2 separate regions of the Zea mays genome follow, and region 1 is linked to region 2. Evidence: chromatin contacts called from public Hi-C data. All regions are on one chromosome and are shown on one strand. The core of a region is the stretch at or near the end of the contact, and the rest is flanking DNA. Distances in the headings are between cores, read along the strand shown.

What was found. A called contact is a pair of places that touch in the nucleus more often than the background predicts.
Region 1: a contact with region 2 is called in a Hi-C map of bundle sheath, with 4 times the contacts expected there. The contact joins the enhancer-like site here to the promoter of LOC100285361 in region 2. A contact is called at or near these places in 7 of 25 Hi-C or Micro-C datasets (bundle sheath, ear, endosperm and 2 more).

The regions. Positions count from the first base shown.
Region 1 is chr4:72,939,950-72,946,608 of Zm-B73-REFERENCE-NAM-5.0, forward strand. No RefSeq gene overlaps it. Among protein-coding and RNA genes, the nearest start is that of LOC103653383, 70 kb to the right of the region's middle. Within about 2 kb of position 2,857, at least 15 of the 20 cell types and tissues checked have an H3K27ac peak or open chromatin away from gene starts, as enhancers often do. A contact at or near this core is called in bundle sheath, ear, endosperm and 2 more, where this site is marked.
Region 2 is chr4:72,858,257-72,864,813 of Zm-B73-REFERENCE-NAM-5.0, forward strand. It overlaps LOC100285361, which reads right to left and starts at 2,870. Exons shown (of 1, transcript NM_001158253.2): 1 at 1,691-2,870. The coding sequence starts at 2,753. The coding sequence ends at 1,833.

The sequences.
Region 1 (6,659 bases), core at 1,607-4,106, 82 kb after region 2:
ACTGTAATTGCTTCCGCTTATTCGTTCCTCCGATGTGTTGTAATATCTACGTGACGGGTGAAACGCTCTTGGGAAAGGTAAAGAATACAGATACCGAACTTGTCAAGTGATCAGGTGCATATACGGGGTTGTCCGAGGTCCGTTGGACAAGGATAACTGTATGTGGTCCTAATGACTTGAGAGGTTCCGTCACACTCTCAATCAAGGGCCCGTTAAAGAGACGATTAGTTAGTTAAGTCTAATCCGATATTTTTTGACCAGATGTAAAGGACACAACCATCAATCACAATTCCACAAATCAACGAGACGATTGTCGAATTCTGTTTGCTTAGAAAACCAGCTGCGGACTGACTAGGCCAAGAAGGTCAACTAAAGCGACTGAAAACAAAAATAATTCCCTCGACAAATGGTAATAAAGCTCGTCTTTAGAAAAAAAGTGCTACAGCTAAAGGTCGTAGTAGAGTTGGACCTGTGTACAATGATGCCTACAGTTCCAAAAGAAAAAAAAGATCATATCTTACTTTTTTAAAAAAATAAAACCGTGAGGCAAAATCTCCCGGAAAACCATTAAGAACTGAAAAGCGAGGAGACAGGGCATCGGCAAGATGCTAATCACCACTCACACACACGAAAAAAGAAGAGAGAGAGAGAAAACATAATGCAAAGATACACACTAACCTAGCTAGATATGTTTTTGTTAGTGCCTCTGTAATTAATTTGGGGTCACTATGAGAGAGAGAGAGAGAGAGCAAACGTGTTTTCTCCCCCCCCCCCCCCCCCCCCCCACTTCGCCATGCGTGACGACACCATGCACTGATTCATGCTTTGTCTTGTCTAATATACTCCTCCTTTATGCACAAGTAGCCACTTATCAGTACTACTATACTACTACAATAAACCAAAAAAGAGAAGTCAACTCTAATCTTGCAGCCCAGCTTGCCTTTTGTTTAGTGTGCGATCCAAGTCAGAAGCGCATAGCACCCACGACTCGATTGGTATGGAATTATATTCGAGTTGATTAATCCACGCTTCGATTGGTTCTTCGTGCTCCAATAGGTGCCGACTGGTATTGGTTCAATTTTATTTTATTTTTGCAGTCTTCCTTCGAAAAGAGAAGAATAATAGATGTGATTTTGGTACAAAGGAATCATGTAGTTAATCTTTTTTTTTCTGTGAAGACTTCTGGAACAAAGGATTGCCTTTCTTTAAGTCTTATATATATTTTTCCATGGAATCACATGTTTAGAAGTTCTAGAGAAATTATACCAAGCCCTCATAAAAAATGTTCTTTTTTTGTCACTCTTTCTAGTCGGAATCGTTTTGTTTTTTTCCTTTGGTCCTGTCTAAATCTTCATTCTTCTATTATCTTAATTTGTAAAACATATATGTTCAAGACATTAAGGTATTTTGTTCGTAATACATTACCCCATTAGGTCTTGTCCGGTTGTGTCTGGATCAAAGTGAATTGGAGGGGATTAAATTCATCTCTGATCAAAATTGAATAGAAGAGGATTTAATCCCCCTTCGATCCAAACGCAACCGAACAAACCTTTATTTATTTCACGAACCTTAGATTCCAATAAGGCATTCCATTTGTCAAAGCTTAAGTTATTTTTTGAAGAAGACAAAGCCCTACAAAGAGGAGCAAAGGTCGGGTTCACCCAATGCGAGGAGCAGATGGAGTTCAAATGAAAATGGACAACCATGGTTAATTCAAAATCTTAGATCTGAATAGTTTATCACAATGATAAGGTGATATGAGACCAACCAACAGAGACATCTATCTCTACTAGTACATAGTTTGTACTAACACTGTGATCACAGGAAGAGAAAGGAGGGGTCAGCGGTGGCGGTGCGAGTGAGGAGAGTGTGAGAGGACAGCGGGGCCACGAGGCAAAGAGGAGGAGGAGGAGGGGATGAATAAGTGATAATTTAAATAATATTGTTAATTGGATTTGAGTGAATAAAAAAATAGTTATCCAACGATCCGATCAGTTGGTTTTGATGATGTGTTAAGTCCGCGTGTAATTTGTTTGGTTGATTTATTGAAAATTACGAGTGTATGAGTGATTTGGTTGTATGGGTTTTGAAAGTTTAAATGTTTTTTTAGTGCCGGTTATAAAGCACCGTGATAAGACCCGTAGTGTTAATAGGGATAGTGGTGAATCAATCTGTTCGTTTGTTTTTAATCCGTACCGGCTTCTGCTACTTATTTGCAGCTGCTACGGTCAAAACAGCCGCCTTGACGTTATGTCATGCAAAAGGCTCCGTAGCTCGTTGATGCAGCGTGTCACATCTACCCGTACGACCAACGTTAATCCAAAGCTGTTATTGCCTTTTATTCTGAACTAGTAAACTATGATCTATTAGATAACCTTACGCTGGGGAAAAAAGGCCATCGACTTTGAAGGGGTCCGTTGTGAGGAGCTAACGAACGTTTCGTCCGTTCCTTGTCTCTTCACGCTTTTTTTTGGCCTGTTGCATTCAAACGGTAGGTCCGCGCGTACAAAACGCCGCTAGCTGGTGCTGCTGCTGCACGCACAATACAAGCTACGGCATGGCGGCTGCTGAACCGGTCAATCGCTCTCTTGCTCAGACTTCTCGGTCGTTCTCCACTGCTGCAGACAGACCGTCCAGGCAGACAAAAGATCTTGAACTGTTCTCTAGCTAGCTAGACAGTCTCTTCTCCGTTCAAGACAAAGACAAAGATAAAGACAGAGAAAAAGGAAAAGGAAAAGGAAAAAGGAAAAAGGAAAGAAAGGGAGAATGACTGGCTTGGATGCATGCAACAGGAGACTGAACGAGTCAACCGGTCCGCTTCGATCCAGCCAGGAGGTTGCTGTACTGAGACTGAGATCACCAGGTGTTTTGTCCGTTGTTAGTAGAATCTTAGCCATTCCAGATGGCAACATCAGCTCCCGGAGCCTGACCCAATAAACGCAACAGCTAGCGTCTGAACAACAGTCAACGGTAAGAGGATTACTGAATTCAGCTAGCAGGCTTCAGATGAGTCCAGAGGGTGACTGGATTCATTGATCCCCAGTTCACGAGAGCGAAAGGAAAGAAAATCAAGGGCATTCGGAGGCGGAGGCGTCGCTCCGGTTCGGAAGCCAGGACTCCTCTGTAGATCGGGATCGTTACCGTTTCCGCGCTGGGTTTCCTCTTAAAATTGGAGTTTGAACTGGAGTCAAATTTTCTTAAATTTGAGAGGTTTTTGCAATTAGCGAAAGGAAAGAAGAAAAAAAATTTGGTTCAACACCCTTGTGTCGGTCGGCCACTTCCAGGTCCAACGGCCGGGCAGCCAGCCCAGCCAAGCCCAGAGTGGTTCATACGGACCCAGAACAACCTTGAAGTTTGGCCCACTAAGCCTACTACTACCAGTAAAGCCTAGATGAATGAAAGCCTAACAAAGTGTTGTTCTGCTGCGCCTCTGCTCGCTCCCGACTCCTTCCCCAATTTGGCGCAATTCTTCCCCAATTCGGCACAATTACGCGACATGCCCACTGCATTTGTTCAGATGTGCTGCCGCATAGTTGCACGCAAGTTCCTTTTCTTATGTGACGGGGTATAAGAAAAAAGAGCTAAACTTATACAGTTGATTTATATCCAAAACAACATTCCGAAATTAACTTCTTATGCTATATTATATTTTTATATGCTTGCAGGGAAAGCATGCATAAAGAAAGTGTTGATGAGCAATTGTCTTTAGGAGCTAATGGAACTACATCAGGTACCTTTTAATATAGTTTTGCACTGTTCAATGTGGTGACCTTGAGAATCTTGGTACTTCTGTGGTGAAATGTTGTTGCATACTCGAATTCCACATGGTTTTGGGGATTTGCGCATTTTGATGGTTATCATCGCTTGTATTTTCAGGAGAGTGAGGAAGAGGTAACAGATACCGAGCAGGCAGAAAACTGGTTTTCCTTAACTCTTCAGCTCAGCACATATGTGGTATGTCAGCTAGAATTATCATTAATAGTTGTTTTCCTTGTGGATTTGAAATTATTATCTACATACCATTCTAGTTGCTGAGTTTGTGATCGAAATTCTGAAGAAGGCGGCCAAAGATCGGATTCGAGGCATGTAGAACGTTCGCGGACCCAAATCCGAAACCCGATAATAAAACCTGAACCCAACCCGAACCCCGTATCGAGATAAAAATCGCCGAGGACCCGAAACCCGTCGGGGACCCCGGAAACCTGAATATATGCTGCGGTACATGGTGTTACTATCTGAAAGCTCTCTTGTGGGTTCTGGTGTTTGGATGACAACCCAATTAAAGGACTAACAAGTGTGCTAAGTGTTGAACAGGTGCTTAATGCAAAGCTAACAGGGTTCAACACAAGTGAACAAGTGTGATGGTCCAAAGACTAGATTATATATAGATAATGGACATCACAAGTAAGATGGACATTGCTTAAGTGAGACTCGATGTGCGTAACTCAGAGACAACCGATCAAGCCAAGGATGGAGGCAAGAAGAGCTTCGAGGTACCGAGTGCATGGGAGAAGGTCAAGGAGACCAGGAACCCAAAGCCAGGGGTGAAGAAGAAGACTTGCAAAGTCAAGGTTGATCGAGTTAAGAAGAGTTATGGTGCATCAAGGATCACTACATAAGGATATGACTTACAACCAATAAGGCAACATCTACAATTATGTGGTGTAAGTCATAAAGCTCAAGATCAAGATCGGGAAGTAAACAAGGGGGTTGGAGCTCAGATATATCAATCTGGATCAAGTCAAGTTGACTTGATGGTTTAGAGTCCAACATCGGCCTCAAACATGCCAAATTGGGTAAAACGATGAAAAAGGTTAAGTATGTAAGGTTTGAGTGTTCAACCATTTTGCATCCACCTCTTACTACAAGTTTGGTGCCTTGGTTTGCTCTCTAACTCTTTCTGTAGAGAAAGTGCCATTCTAATCTCTGTTTGAGGAGAAACAGAAAAGCTAGGAGAAGAACAATAAAGATGTAAGTTTCTAGGACTAAATCAATTGAATTATACTCTAAATGTGTTTGTTTAAGTCTCAGGAAAATCCTCCCGAAAGTTGAAGTCAAACGGAGAAAGAACGGAGGAAAAATCACTTAGTGTGATGTTGGCTGGTGCACAGGACAGTGAATAGTAGCTGTCCGGTGCACAGGACAGTGAATATAACTCTGTCCGGTGCACAGGACAGTGAATAGTAGCTATGTCCGGTGCACAGGACAGTGAATAGTGGATGTGTCCGGTGCACAGGATAGTGAATAGTGACCTGTCCGGTGCACCAACGGCTAGCTGTTCTAGAGAAGGAAACTGTCAATCAGATCCGTTACTGTTCATTGTCCGGTGCGCCACCGGACAGTCCGGTGCACCCGCAACCAGGGAAGGCTAGGAGCTTCCAAATGAAGCTCCAACGACTCCTAGGCCCTTTGGGGCTATAAAAGGGACCCCTAGGAGCCTCAAACAAGCACACAAGAGCAGCCAACAAGTGCATACATCATTTGGATCAATTATCTCTCTCTCTCCCTCTCTTGTGTATCTCTCTAGTTTGTGTAGAGGCGAAGTTATAAGCCTTTAGAGAGAGGGGAAGTGCTGCTGAGAGCTAGAGCAAAATCTTGAGCGCATTGTTACTTTGCCGGAGTGCTGTCGAGAAGATTGTAAGCAGCCACGGCATCGTTGTAACTGACATCAACGTAGTGGAAGGCTCTATCTGTTGCATTGATAGATCTGAGCAAATAGAAGAAGGAGTTGAAATAGACTCCAAGCCAAGGTGTGGCTAACTCCAACGAGGACTAGGCAAGCATTTCAGGCTTGGCCGAACCTCGAGATAAATCCCTATGTCTGTGTGCTCTGCTCTCTGTGTTGTGTGCTGTTTCTCTGTCTTATTTGTTGTTCATACTTGCACTTCTATATTTATATGTGGTACAAGCTATCTTTAAAGTGCAGGGTATTTTAAGACAGGAACTTCAATTCCGCTGCAACCTACTCGAAGGGTCTTTCATTCCACTGCGATCTAGCCTTCGACTAGAGTAAGAATTTCTAGTTTTAAAGTGATATTTATTATCCGCCTATTCACCCCCCTCTAGGCGACATCCAGATCCTGTTCCCAGGCATAGGAAACTTTCAATTGGTATCAGAGCTAGGCCTATCCAGTGTGGGCTTAGCCGTCCGGAGATGACGATGTCGTCACAAGAGGTAACTGTAGAACTTCTTAATTCTGATGGCTCTAAGTATGCATCTTGGTCTTTTCATTTATATAATACTTTTATGAGTTTAGGTCCTGAAGTAGAGCAAATATTTGATGCTAGTGTTTTGCCTATTAATATTGATATGAAAAATCCATCTGAGCATGATCTAAGATGTTTGCGCCAAAATTATCAAGCCTATGACATCCTAGTCAATTCCCTTAGCAAAGATGTTTATTTTGCTGTCATAGGTAGTAATAGTGACGTTCTTGTCGATGCTCATGATCTATGGGCTAGAATTAAAATAAAATATTCTGAGTGCAAATGTACTACTTCTACTCCCTATGTTGCTTGTGGTACTAATCTTTTGAAGGGAGAAGAAAAACGATGGCAACCAAAGGATGAATCCACCTCACCGACAGGTTTGTCTTCCACTAGTTATAAATGTCTTATTGCTAACAATGATAGTGGAGACGAAAGTGATGATGAGGAGG
Region 2 (6,557 bases), core at 1,620-4,119:
GCCATGCAGCTAGACTCGTAAGGACCATTTTATGATATATACTGCTACTAAATATGCTACCCTGTGTGGATAATTATGCAATTCGGTATACTGCGTAAAAATCTGTTACCAGCTGCATGCACACGAATTTATGATGAAAATAATGAGCAATGAAAGGAAATGAATTACACGCATAGAAACAAAAAATTGTATTTCCAATGTGCATGCAGTAAACTGATATACGAACTCCGTGTTCAAGCATAAAATCGTACAGTTTTTAGCGTAAATAATACATGTGGTAGGCATAAATCACAATAATCGAAAAGAAAACTGCGCCGGATCGGAAGATGTCACACGCGATCATCGCTGCGCGCATCTCGAGCCTTCCGTGACGCCGCTCGCTCGAACATCGCGCCTCATGCGTCGCCGTCGCTACTCGCACGTCGACGCGCGTCGCTTGCTCGCCGGCCTTGGAAGTGCCGCCTCCTCGGGGCTTCGGAGACGCCGCCGCTTGCCCGCTTAAGGGTCCCGCTGTCGCTCACACTCTGCATCGGGGAACCGCAGCCACTACTCCGGATCGAGGAATCTCCGCCACCGCGCGTCGAGGTAATGGAGTTGCGGCCACCGGCCTGGGAACCGCCGCCACCGCACAAGGGCACTGCCGTCGCTCGCCCTCAAGATCGGGGGCCGCCGCCGCAGGCTGGGAACCGCCGCCACCGCATGTCGAGGTCGGAGAGCCGCGGCCACCGCAGCCACCGCACCCACTGGCCGGGGGTCCACTGCCGCGCGCTATCGGGCAACCGTCGTCGCTAATGAATCGAGATAGGGCGTGAAAAACTGATCTCTAACACTACGGATTTTCTTTTATAGACGTCTGAACTTGGTCCGGCTCGACCGGATTGCATTGTCTGATCTAGGCTTCCTTTAGTTATTGGAAGGGTGCTCTCCCTTGCCAGCGCACGGGTAACGAGTGGAGGCGAATACTCAAGTAAGGTGTGTGTATTATGGGTGCACTAGAAAGAGAACAGCTCTCCAAACGAATATTAGTGTGTGTATAAATATTAATGTTGTTTTGTGTAATCCTGGTCAGCTTTCACATTATTTGACTACTAAAATAATAAGAATCATACGTCCTCTTATTCACCCAAGTAGTAGTACGTAGTAAATTTCGTGTGAACCGACCGAGTAGCACCGCACCTGGCAGGGTTGGCACTTGCAGCAACTACTAGTACAACTGGACCGAAAAGTCAACGGATGGAAAAAGGCCGGACGGGAGAGCAGGCAGAGCACCGAGGCACCGAGCCAGGCGCCCCCCAATGGCCGTCCCTGTCCGACAGGTTGGCCCATGCGTCGCCGTCGGCGTCACGCGCTCTGCCGCAGAAGGAAAAAAAATCCAAGAGCTCGCCTGCGCGGTCAACTCTTGGACACCCCAACCCAAACCCTGGCTTTGGTGACCCCGTCCCTGAAAGCGAAAGCGACCGCTCATCGGCCTGCTTTTGACCGGCTTTGGTCATTGGGCCGGCGGCCCCACGCACCCCGCCCGACACGATACTTAAAACGCGTACAGTATTGATGCCGTGTCCCGTTTCTTTGACTTGTGGCCAAGGGAACCTGGTCCTCCCGTCCTGGTGCTGGGACGCCGCTGATCGTATTCCTATTCCTACGATTATACTTGAGCAGCTGCAGTAGTATGCTGCTACTTGCCGAGAGAAATTCGAAGCCTTTTGATTTCTTCATTTACAGAAGCAAAGCTTGAGATCTACAACTAATCCAAAGAAAGAACAAATCGAACAAGCGGACCACTAGCACTGATCGACTACCGCTGCTAATGAGTGTGGGGGAAAAAAGGATGTTCACGGCGCGTGGCCGGCGGCGGCGTCGTGGCGGTGGTCGCCCTCGTAGGTGACGACGAGCGTGGCCGGGTCGTCGGCGGCGCGCTCCACGTGCTTGCGCGCGGGGCAGCCCTTGGCGCTGCTGCAGCGGTAGTAGCCGCGCGGGTAGGGGGACCCCTTGATGGGCTTCTGCCCGTACTTGCGCCACGAGTAGTCGTCGGCGGGGATGTCCGACGACGCGGGCGCGTGGGGGTGGGGCGGCTGCGACCCCGCCGCGGCCGCGGCCGCGGGCACGCGCACGGTGCGCCTCGACAGCATCCCATGCCGGGCGCGCTTCTTCTTGGAGGAGCAGTGGCACCGCTCGGCGGGGTGGGGGTGGTGCGCCTGGTGCTGGTGGTGGTGGGGGACGGCGGCGGCGCACGGCGGCAGCTTGCGCTTCGGGAGGGGAGGCTTGCCGGAGGACACGGCGGCAAGGCTGCACCCCTTGGACGCCTCGCCGCCCGCAGTCACCGACGACAGGAACGAGGTCGACGTCGCGGACACGGCCGGGGCCGGGGCCGGCTTGGCGAAGTCCAGCGTCAGGGCCGTCTTCTGCGCCGGCTCCGTCTTCTGCGCCGGCTCCACCGCCACCGCCTGTCGGCCCGACGCGGGAGGGAGCGCCGCCTCCGTCTCCGTCATCCCTATAGGCTTCGCCGCGGCGGCGGGCGCGCGGCGGAAGCGGGCGTGGCCCGTGCGGTCCAGCAGGTTGATGACGCGGCGGAAGCGGGACACGGCCTGGTCGGCGATCTGCCCCAGCGGCGGCGACTCAGCCCGCCCCGCGGCGCACGGGGAGAGCGAGGAAGCCAGCAGCTCCAGGCTGCGCAGCCCCGCCGCGGCCGCCTCCTGGAACGCCAGGTGCTCGTACGCCCCGCCGCCGCCGCAGGACATCAGGTCCACCGCCATGGCTTGGCTGCTGCGGCCTTCCGCCGTCCGGGCGTGGGAGGAGGTCAGTCAGGTCAGGTCGGGTCCGCGCGCTGCTGCTGCTGCTGCTGTCTTGTGGCTAGTAGTATTGGGCTGTGTGGGATTGTAACGGTGGTGGGGTGGGGTTTTATAGGTGGAAATGGGGGAGGACCCAGCGGAGAGGACCAAATACTAGACGACGAGCTGCCCGCCCGCTGGCGCTGGGCCTGTACAAAGTCAATGCCTTCCTTCTCCCTCCCATGGCTGATGGCTCTTTTATTCGAGGTTCTGACTCAGATATCAACCTCGCCTTCTTTTTTTTTTGGCTTGGAGTATATCTGAGTAATCTTGCAAAGGCACACTTTTCTATAAACAAAATCCATTATTTGTCACCGAATAACGTATGGCACTTTTTCTATAAACAAAGTCCATCAGTAGCTCCACTTTGGAAATAATAACGATGCAGCGCTTTCTTCAAGGGCCTCCCTTCCCTTCCTCCAGGTTTGGTAGCTGGTAGTACAACGAGACTTTGGAAGTCAGCTTTAATTTGGACCAAAAAGTCAACCGTCGGGAAATGGCGGGTGCCTGCCTAGAAGCGCTAGAAGTCCTCACATCCGTGTTCAAATAAAAGAAACATAGGAGTAGTACCTAAAAGTCAATGTTTTGTGTGCTCTCCTCTCTCTCTCTACAGCTCGTTAATTAAAAGTCAAAGTTTTCGGGAGATCTCTCCAGCTCGCTTCCACACGCCACCAATCGATCGTCGTCCTAGTATGCATGGAGAGGCGTACAGAAGGGGGCTGTAGATTATGTTGTGCATATTATATTATAAATATAGCTCATAAAACTTAATTAAAATAGGCTACAACCTTCTTGACCGTGACATTCAGCATCTGTGTCTGGCCTTCATCCATGCCAGTATGTCACCATCATATATTCACGTCAACACCAATGTGGCGGTGCACGTATCCGCATCGGACCATATCTATGCTTCAACACTACAACCATATTAGCGTTGCTCCGTAGGGCCTAGTGTGCATTGTGCATCGCACTGCACACCGATGTTGCCACACGAGACGCAACCACGAGCCAGCGCGCACGACCAACACACCTTTAGTAACTAGCAACGCACATGCACCTAGCACAAGACACAAGCTGTAAACCAAACTGTAGTAGGCCTACATACAAGCTGCTGCAGCACACCAACCTTGCGCGGACGTCTCCATGGTGCTCACTGTTGGAGAAATTTGCATTTTCAGTTTTAATTTAATCCAGAAAATCACAGTGATGTATGTGACGATATGTTTATATGTACAAATAACAGATTGTATCCTACGGAGGGACCGATGTTCAAGGCATCAGTGGCTCCATTCACACGAGATATCTCATGTGTATGTTCGATGTAGTCGTACGCAGTTGACGCAGCCAGATGTACGCAGTGCAGTCCCTCGAACGGCGCCGGCGACGAGGAATTTGATCAGTGATGGTCGAGCGGACGAAGCGAGCAGTCGCGAGTACGCTCCCCAAAAACCTGATCACCCGCACACCCGTGCAAGTGTTTCTCTGCGGACGGCGATTTCGGAGGCCTGCTCTCCCACACTCTCTGTGCTCGCATAAGGTGGGACGAGGATGTGCTATGTGCAACGCGTCTGACACTGTACGAGCGTACTATGTTGTCAATCCAGAAGCAGTCTCGCCTCCTCGTATATATATACACGTGCAGAGGGAGGCCACCATTAGAGCTACCGTTATATGACAATAATGGACGGTCATCACTCTAGGCAAAATGCGCAACTGTTAGGAAGGAATATTCAGACCAAGGTCTGATCTACCACGGCCACTACCCGGCTCGGCCGGCGGCGCGTGTGTGTAGCAGTCCTTCACCCTTTTCTCAGCTTCTCAATAGATGAACCAACGGTCAACCTATTTAAGTTGAGTGAATTGTTCCTTGAACTTCCGGTATGGTACTAAAGTACTAGTACACCGTAGCATTAAAGTAAGTCTATAGCATTGACTATTATTGAATATTAATATGTGTCAGTCCCACATTAATTCAACACTCATCATCATTTCGCTGTCCTCAAGACGCCCGCCACATCCGTTGGCACCTCTGTTAAATATGATTTATCTTAGTAGCCCCTCTTTTGATCTATTTTTGGATCCGTCACTGTATGCATGTGTGTAGTTGTTTACCCGTTGAAAATATGCCGCACACATGGTTTCTCGCGCTTGGCGTGTGGATGACGAGGTCAAATGCAAGTAGATTTATTTAATCGACCACAGAGAGAGAGGGTCGATTAATCTAGAAGAAAAACGTTTGAGTCCGTTCTTCGGCCGGCCAGGCTCTGGGCGTTCCATTTGAACGAGCCGTGTCCATCCGTGCCGTGCATGCGTATACCCACACGTACATAGATATATACAAATACAAAATTGTACAGTTGAGGTGCAGAGCCGCACAGGGTTGGATACCGTACCGTTGCTGAACCGGTCAGTTTTGTTGCTTCCTCGCGCATGCGACGACGACCGGCTCCTGGCTGGTCCTCCTGGCCGTCGTCGTCGCCGCCAGCGGCTCGGCAGTCTTCCTTGAGACCGTCAGGCCAATGGATCTCAGCGACTGAACCAGGTTCTTGTCTTCTTTCGTTTGACAAGGACGCTCTCAATAGGATTGTCAATTCGAGACTCGAACAATTCCTTTTGTATCAATTATAATTCTGTATAAATAAATAATCACAATCGAGAGATTTTAATAAAAACATCTTCTCTAGCAACGTCTTTAACTAGACCATCTTCAAATATTTCTATCTTCTCTGCTCCTATAAAACACTAGTTTTGCCGGTTTAATTTCTACTTTCATATCTGTTGCAAAAAAAGTCATTGTACTTCAACTAGCCGCTGCCGCCGCGGCATAGATCTATTTTTTGCCCACGTATCGTCTAACAACTAGATACGTGGCTGAACATCCGAAGGAGAGGGAGAGGAGAAGGCACCATCGACATTGTCCTTCTTCCTGTTGCGTAGATCTATTCCCCCCACCACATCTTGCCTTGCTAGTACCGGTTTATCTACAAGATCGCCATATCACCGGTACCACCGCACCCCCAAAGGCCTCAATTGCATGGGCTCTGCTGGTAAAAAACTAAAATTATGCGCAAATAAGGATTCGAAACATTGCTGTTAGCTTCAAGTCCATGTTTACATCCACTTAGCCAAATAGAACACACATGTCTTTATGTTTTATAGTCTATATCTATAAATGAAAACCGTAGAAACGTACGTGGACTTTGCTAGTCTGTTTATGATTTTTTGGTCGCTAAAGACAAGGGATAGTGTTGATTGTCAAAGTGTCCAACAAGATAAGTTGTTAGATGGGAGGGTAGGGAGACATAGAGTGGCTTTTTTAGAATGGCTCCCAAAATGATAGTTTAGCGAGTGACTTTATTGACAAATCACTGTTAGATTCTATGGTGCCTAGGATCGATTTCTAAGCCCCTAGAATACCAATCCGTAAACAGGAAAACCTCGATGACGAGTAGATCTGTTCTATTGACAGGAATAGGGAAACACACCTTCGTTGTTGACGCGTCCTGCGCAATGGTGGAGTGTTGTCGTTGCCGTCAGCATCACCTCCGTTGGCCTTGCAAAGGAGTAGCAGGCATCGGGATCCGAGCCACTGTGGGTTATCACGCTTCTAGACACTCCGACGCTTAAGTGATGGGACATCTGTGGGACTAGGGTTTTGGGGCTAAGTACTAGCGTTAGTCTTTCCTATGACTCCTTAGTCCTTTATATATAGTGTTGTGTGACTGGAGG